Regions from separate parts of the Mus musculus genome. Here region 1 is linked to region 2. Evidence: chromatin contacts called from public HiChIP or PLAC-seq data. All regions are on one chromosome and are shown on one strand. Each heading gives the region's core, a stretch centred on a gene start, on an enhancer-like site or on the middle of the called end of the contact. The rest is flanking DNA. Distances are from core to core; before and after follow the strand shown.

What was found. HiChIP or PLAC-seq counts read pairs in DNA pulled down with a chosen protein or histone mark.
Region 1: a FOXA1 HiChIP or PLAC-seq map of pancreatic cancer cells shows a contact between it and region 2, with 4 times the contacts expected there. The contact joins the enhancer-like site here to the promoter of Edn1 in region 2. A contact is called at or near these places in 1 of 39 promoter capture datasets (macrophages), 12 of 484 Hi-C or Micro-C datasets (the AML12 cell line, the HL-1 cell line, LSK cells and 5 more), 5 of 115 datasets of contacts at active chromatin or transcription factors (bone marrow-derived macrophages, embryonic fibroblasts, embryonic stem cells and 2 more) and 2 of 9 other capture datasets (adipose tissue and liver).

What each region holds. Positions count from the first base shown.
Region 1 is chr13:42,349,397-42,353,427 of GRCm38.p6, forward strand. No RefSeq gene overlaps it. Among named protein-coding and RNA genes, the nearest start is that of Edn1, 50 kb to the left of the region's middle. Within about 2 kb of position 2,470, at least 36 of the 459 cell types and tissues checked have an H3K27ac peak or open chromatin away from gene starts, as enhancers often do. A contact at or near this core is called in the HL-1 cell line, embryonic fibroblasts and pancreatic cancer cells, where this site is marked.
Region 2 is chr13:42,299,615-42,303,592 of GRCm38.p6, forward strand. Edn1 (endothelin 1) reads left to right here and starts at 1,862. Exons shown (of 5, transcript NM_010104.4): 1 at 1,862-2,344; 2 at 3,943-3,978. The coding sequence starts at 2,281.

The DNA of each region.
Region 1 (4,031 bases), core at 1,220-3,719, 50 kb after region 2:
CCTCACTGAGTCCAGTTTCTAGGTCCCAAATAATCATGGGTGTGGGACCATCCCTAGAGCTTGGTTAACCTGCTAGGAGCTACATTAAAGAAAACTGAGTCTACTCCCAGAATCCATCTACTGTCTGCAAGGAGCTCATCAGCCCTCCCTCTCCTGTGCTGTGATCTTGGCTGGCTTGATCTTGTGCAGGTCTTGTGTAGGAGACCATAGCTGCTGTGAGTTCATGAGTACAGAGGTCCTAAAGTATCCCGAACACATTGTTTTGCTCTTAGCCTTTAAAAAGAAGTGGAGGGGGAGTTATTGATTCTCTAATTGGTTCTTGATTGTGTCAAGGAGGATGGGGCAGGATATTTAAAAATATGTAGGCTGTCTGATATTTTCCATCTAGGACAACTTAGATGGGCAGAAAAAAGGGCATAGCTGAGGCGATTGTTGGTGGCTTTGTGGACCTAGCTTCCAGAGGCTGAGGGAGCTTGGGCAGAGCTCTCGGGAAAGAGCTAGCATGTTCTAAAAATTACACACAACAAAGAAGTTATAGGGGAGGGAGGTTATAGTGAAAATGAAAGAGTCACCCTCCTACACAGGATGCTGTGCATTTCATGTGATTGAAGGAATTTCTTTCTTTCTTTCTTTCTTTCTTTCTTTCTTTCTTTCTTTCTTTCTTTCTTTCTTTCTTTCTTTCCTTTCTTTCCTTCCTTCCTTCCTTCCTTCCTTCCTTCCTTCCTTCCTTCTCTCTCTCTCTCTCTCTCTCTCTCTCTCTCTCTCTCTCTCTCTCTGGTTTTTCGAGACAGGGTTTCTCTGTGTAGCCCTAGCTGTCCTGGAACTCACTCTTTAAATCAGGCTAGCCTCAAACTCAGAAATCTGCTTGCTTCTGCCTCCCAAGTGCTGGGATTAAAGGCATGTGCCACCACTACCCGGCTTCTGACTTTGCCACCAGACTTCATGAACAAACATGTCTGGGCTCTTTGCTAGAAAGTTCTTAGGTGTACACGTCACTTGGGTTTAAAACAAATGCTACCGTTTAACAATTTTCTGTTTCAAGTCTCTAAGTATTCTTTGTGCATGGAAACAGAAGCCTTCAGACTTCGAAGTTATATTGTGAAGTTGACCCACCTTTTGGTGGCATAGGTCCTATATTTTATCTGGTGTCCTAGGTCCCATATTTTATCCATCTCTTTGCCTTTCTGGGACCCACCAGCCCAATTCAAACCAAAGCATGTTCATAATCAGAGAACCTAAAGTAACTGTTAGTATGTTAAGAAGGTCACTATGTGGTTTCTTCCAACGAATGCTGTCACAGCTGTTATCCTTATGAAGGGAAAGACAGTGGAAGTGGAAGTCCTGAGGTGGGTAGAAGAAGCATTTATTGAGTGCCTATGATCTATGCTGTGCACATGATCCATGACAGTCTTTGAAGCAACTCTACAGGAACAAGACTTCTTTCATTTTACCAAAGAGGAAACCAGAGTGAACTCTCTATGTGTGATGTTGCAGCTTGTGTAGCTTCTGGACTTCATTCTAAGGCTCCTAGTTCATCAAGACCCAGGAATATAATGGCAACATTTTGGGGCTGCTTTCAGGAAGCAGAGGAGATGAGAATAAAGAATTGAAAACTTTGCCCCAAGCTCTGAACAGAGCTCTGCTCTTTGTAGACATTTTAGACCTAGCCCTGAAATTTCAAAATCAAAACTGCTGCCAACTCCAAAAATTTCTACACAACATCATGATGCTACAAGAAGAAAATTTCATAGGGTGAAATCTCAGTCTCGTTCACAAAATTATTAAAGTTGATTGCTTGAAATGAATCGAAGAGTATGTTTGTAAAGCATATACAGAAAGAGGGGTTCTTGCTTAGACTTCCATAGGATTACCCAAGATGGCTCATCAGACACGTGCAAATAGTCCAAAAGCTGAAACAAATACTTCTGGTCACAAGAATTTTGGATAACCAATCTATATTGGATGTTAGGCCCTCTTTGGCTATATCTGATCTATAAGAGATTCTGCCTTAAAAAGCAACAATAAGAAACACTGTAGTATACGCAGAGATGGCCCCTTAACTCAGTCATTAGAGATGGGACCATTTCAAATACCCAGGCAATGTGGGAACTATTAGAGGGTCAGTGGTCTTTAAGATACTTCAAAGTAGATGCCCTTGTTTTCCTGGCTCCTCTACAGGTAACTGATGCTGCTGGATTCTCTGTCTGCAAGGGCTGCTCTTTGTACCCCAAGCATCCTCCTCTTAGAAGGCTATTTCCCAGCACCCTTGCCACCCTCCAGGCTGAGTTATTTGTCCTCACCTGTGTGGTCTCCTTGGGCATCCCTCCATCACAGTGTGCCATCACGGAGCACTAATTGTTGATTTACATGTCCCTCCCACTCTCGTTCTGTGTCTTTTCATCTTTACACCCTCCAAGCATAACAGAGTGTCTAGCTCATACCGGAGGCATCATAAATATTTGCTATGTGAGTCAGTGCAAGAATGTGTGGCCGTGTAAGAGGCTGGTGTTGGGTGTAGGACAGGGTTGGGGCCAGGATGTCGTGCATTCAGTAAAAAGTGGGACAGGACTGCATAAACCTGTGCACGTATCAAGGACTGGGAGCTCCCCTGAGTTCCTACATAGGCTTTGAATTGTGACCAATTGAAGAGTAAAATCCTAATTAGCTCTTCTCGTAAGTATAACCCAGATCATTCTTCCTCAACCTGCCTCGTGGACAGAGAGGCCCAGGATCATTCTCTCTGATGTACTTTTCAACACTGACTGCAAAGTGGGTTTGCTTCTTTCGTTTTCACTTTCTTTTTACTGCTGTTTCATCTTTAGTTGTAGACATAGCTCTCCTCTGCTGTACACAGAGCCCCAAAGAATAAGGAGCCTTCCCCGAGCATGGGAGACCTCTATAGCTGAGCGCCATGGGTTTCTGGCAGACAAATCCCATGAAACTGCATACAATGCCAAGAATATGAAAGCAAGAATGCTCTCCTGTTAGAGCTGCAAGCTCAGGGGATGAATTCCTGCCTGCCTTAGCTTAAATAGTCCATCTGCAGAGGAGGCATCAAAGACGGGAGCCTGGGAACAAAGGGTTAACAGTGTCTGTGTTTGCTCTGGCATGAAGGGACACATGCAAGCTTTTAGTTGTTTCTTAATGATCCTTTGTTGTCAGAGACTCTGCAGGATCTTCCATGCTCTAGGCTCACACAGTGGCCATGGCTTCCTATTTTATCCCCCTCTATTCCCCTATTGCTTCTGTCCTACAGTAATGTTGAAAAGTTCCCATGAACCTGTTCTCTTGTCACCAATATTTCTTATCAAGAATATTGAGATTATCTATGTTGAAAATGAACCTGAGCCAGGCGTGGTGGCACACGCCTTTAATCCCAGCACTGGGGAGGCAGAGGCAAGCGGATCTCTGAGTTTGAGGCCAGCCTGGTCTACAGAGTGAGTTCCAGGACAGCCAGGGCTACACAGAGAAACCGTGTCTTGAAAAAAACAAAAAACAAAAAAAAGGCAAAACAAAACAAAACAAAACAATAAAAATAAAAAAAAAAAGAAAAAAGAAAAAAGAAAAGAAAATGAACCTGAGATTGATTTCCAACCCACTCTTTCCATGCATACCATGGGAACTTTGGGTTGCCTGAGATCACAAGCACGATGCTTGTATGGGTTATAGTTCTCGCTATGCTTCGTTGATTAGGGAGTAATGAGAAGAAAAAAGTCTGAATGTTAAAAACAGAAGCAACTATTGCAGGACTATATTAGTCCTTTTTTATTATTGTTGTTGTTGTTGAAATTATTAAATTCCTAACAAGAAGCAGTTGATGGAAGGACACTTCTACTTGGGCTCACAGTTTGAGGGTACTGTCCAGCATGTCCAGTAATGGTACTTTTCATAGGGTGATAGATGTCGCTCTTCACTGTGACAAGAGAAACACTCAAAGTTGCTTGCTTGCACCTGGGTGCACCAGGAAACAGAGAGATGATGGAATCAGGCCCAGCTATAAATCTCTACTCCCACTAACATACTTGCTTCAG
Region 2 (3,978 bases), core at 612-3,111:
TGTTTGGCCAAATTGGCCAGGAGGTCAGAAAGGGGTGTGGGGGGGAGGGGAGTACTTGTTTTCCCACTCACCTTTCTCTTGCTGGTGGGAAACTTGGGCTTTGGACCTTCCGGTGACATCAGCTCTCCTCTCCTCCAGGTCCCCTGAGGAGCTGGGGTGGGATGAGCTGGCTTCCTGTTGGGGCCCAGGTCTAGGGGCAGTTGTCACCTCCTGGCCCCCACCCTCAGGGGTTGGGCTGAGGTAAGCAAAGCAGAGGCAGAGGCTTACCAGTGGCCCTGGGCCTCGGGTGTGGGTGTGGGAGGGATGCTGGTTCCTGCTTCTTCAATGTCTCCAGCTCTTAGTCCAGAGTCTCCTAAGGGACAGAGTTCTTAGTGACCTAAAGCTGCTGCTGCTGCTGCTGCTGCTGCTGCTGTGTCTCCCCTACTGAGATTCCCAGAGAGGTCACTAGGCCTAAGCATGTCTCTGTCCACAGCGTGGGTATTGCTATCAAGTCTGCCTTTTGATTGTAGAGGTGAAGAAATAAATGGTTGCATGGACTGGATTGAGTCTATTTTGGCCTCTACTCCCAGGGAAAACTGAAGTCAAACAAGACGGGATGAAGAAGGGACCTTTGTGGTAGCATCCTAGGGAAACCACTCTGCGTGGATCCTGTGTGTTGTTTCCAGCTTATGGGCATTCCGGGAGCTTGTTGAAAAAAGCCAACGTGTTTTCTGTGTGTTTTGCTTTATTCATGAAGACATGTTGTCACTTGTGCCTTAATAACCCATGGACACCTGGGGGAGGGAGTCTTTCATGGTAAAATAGACAGGAAACTGTTTGGAAAATGTAAACACGTTATTAAAGGGTGAGGTATGATCTGATGCACATATTCAGCATCGGCAGTCCTTCCCTCCCCACACCCCCCTTGTAGCTTTCTAATCAAGCACAGACCGCAGGTTTGCCCGAGTAAAGAAGCAAAGTGATGTGGAGGAGACTCTGGAAAGTCGGGGAAGGGAATAATGGAATGCCCTGAAGCCACCTCTCTTTAGTATGTGAGGCGCCCCTTCTCTGCCTGGCCACAGCTTGTTACTAATCATTTAGAAGCCGAGGCTTTAGTTGTTTTATCTTATTAAAGCATAAGCCCCTGCAGCTCTCCATCTCCCCCTGGCGGTCGTCTCTGCCATTTCTCAAGATCCTTCGCGATAGCAGCAATTCCCAGGGAGAGGCTGGGCACAAGAAATATTGGAGGGCGAGTGTGTGTGTGTGTGTGTGTGTGTGTGTGTGTGTGTGTGTGTGTACGTGTACTTCTGATCGGCGATACTAGGGAGATAAGGATGTACCTGACAAAACCACATTGTTGTTGTTATCATTATTATTTAGTTTTCCTTCCTTGCTAACTCCTGACGGAATCTTTCTCACCTCAAATGCGAAGTACTTTAGTTTAGAAAAGACTTGGTGGAAGGGGTGGTGGTGGAAAAGTAGGGTGATCTTCCAAACTAATCTGGTTCCCCGCCCGCCCCAGTAGCTGGGATTCAAGAGCGAAGAGTGGGGATCGTCCCCTTGTTTGATCAGAAAGACATAAAAGGAAAATCAAGTGAACAATGATCAGCCCCACCTCCACCCCACCCCCCTGCGCGCGCACAATACAATCTATTTAATTGTACTTCATACTTTTCATTCCAATGGGGTGACTTTGCTTCTGGAGAAACTCTTGATTCTTGAACTCTGGGGCTGGCAGCTAGCAAAAGGGGAAGCGGGCTGCTGCTCTCTGCAGGTTCTGCAGCGGTCTCTGTCTAGTGGGTGTTTTCTTTTTCTTAGCCCTGCCCCTGGATTGTCAGACGGCGGGCGTCTGCCTCTGAAGTTAGCCGTGATTTCCTCTAGAGCCGGGTCTTATCTCTGGCTGCACGTTGCCTGTGGGTGACTAATCACACAATAACATTGTTTAGGGCTGGAATAAAGTCAGAGCTGTTTACCCCCACTCTATAGGGGTTCAATATAAAAAGGCGGCGGAGAACTGTCCGAGTCAGAAGCGTTCCTGCACCGGCGCTGAGAGCCTGACCCGGTCTGCTCCGCTGTCCTTGCGCGCTGCCTCCCGGCTGCCCGCGACGCTTTCGCCCCAGTGGAAGGGCCACTTGCTGAGGACCGCGCTGAGATCTAAAAAAAAAACAAAAAACAAAAAACAAAAAAACCCAGAGGCGATCAGAGCGACCAGACACCGTCCTCTTCGTTTTGCATTGAGTTCCATTTGCAACCGAGTTTTCTTTTTTTCCTTTTTCCCCACTCTTCTGACCCCTTTGCAGAATGGATTATTTTCCCGTGATCTTCTCTCTGCTGTTCGTGACTTTCCAAGGAGCTCCAGAAACAGGTAGGCGCCACTTGCGAATCTTTCTACTTCAGCGCAGCGCAGTTATCGCTTCTGTTTTCCACTTTTCTTTCTTTCTTTTCTTTCATTCTTTCCTTTTTATTTATTTTTTTAATTACTGAAGCTCCAGCAGCAAGTGCCTTACAATTAATTAACTTCTGTGTGAAGCGAAAGAAATAAAACCCCTGTTTGAATACAACTGACTACAACCGAGTATCGCATAGCTTCAAAATAACGTTGTAGCAGTACAGCTGAAGCAAAAATCTATTTTGAAATAAGTGTGTTTAGGGTTGCACGGTTCATTTAGGGGCTTATTCAAACGTTGTCTTGATAGTGCGCTAATGTGTAAAATATTGAAACACTCCAACTTAAAGCCAAGGAATTTTATTCGGGTCATGCAGGCACACCGTGAGCAGGGAAATCACCTGCCGATCAACCATGCGCTGAATAACCCCGCAGGCGGTTTCAGGGCGAAGCACATGCTTTCTTTAAAATTTGTCACTATTGACTTAAGGTTTCATTTGGCAGGTTTTTGGCATCTTCAAACACTGTGAGCTCTATTGCAGTTGTATTCACCTGTCCTGGGAGGGGAGCCGGGATCATTCCTGCCTGATTAAGGAATTAGACAGTACGGGCCACAGCTGGTTCTTTTCTCCTCCCATCCTGTTTTTTGAGGGTCAGTGCCCTCTTTTTGTCTTTTCATGACCCTAAGCAAAGAGAAAGGATGTCAAAAGGGTGAAAGCCCTGGAATGTGTCTGATCGTTTGGAATGAACAAAATCGAGCAGATAAACTGCGCGGCGATGCTGTGTTGGGCCAGAGGGAGGTGTCAAGTCCCACAGCAAGCTGTGCTGCCCAAAGATTCTGAATTCTGAACCCACGGGGTACTTTCCCTGGGTTCCCTGAGCAGCTGTACCTTCTCTTCCGTCAGTGGCAACTTGTCTCCCACCTGAAGTGAATATTGTAAAGTTAGTTTCTTTTCGGTGTCCAGGCATTTTCTGAAAGTTTTTGCTTTCTGTCTATTATAAAAAGGCACCCATATGCCACCTAGACTGGTCTGTGCCCCTACACACGCTGGAATGGGGTGGAAACCCCTAAAGAGTTTATCCTGAGTAGGGAACATGTCTCCATAGCCAGGAATAGGCAGTCTATATTATTTGCTGGTGGCCACCTGTCAGTTTAATCTATGGGAGTTGTGCCATTCTATGTCTCAGGTATGGACTCCCTCAAAATTCCACCAGACAGTATCTACTTCAAAGCGGCTTCAGAAGGCTGGGGAGTCCTTTCCTCTCTCTCTCTCTCTCTCTCTCTCTCTCTCTCTCTCTCTCTCTCTCTCTCTCTCTGTGTGTGTGTGTGTGTGTGTGTGTGTGTGATCTCCCTGCAGGTGGATAAGCCAGCCAGGGTAAGGGTGAAGTCCTGTTAGGCACGGAGAACAAAGGAAGCTCTTTTCTTTCTGTTTGTGTTTCTGGCTAAAGGCAGTTTTATGCCTTGTCTGCTTCTATTTGCGCTGCTAGATCTGACCTGAATACTAGGGTGCAGGTGCTTGCTCTGGACGCCTGAAGAAAGATATTACTACCAATCTGACCCTCTCTTCTCTTCACAGCTGTCTTGGGAGCCGAACTCAGCACCGGAGCTGAGA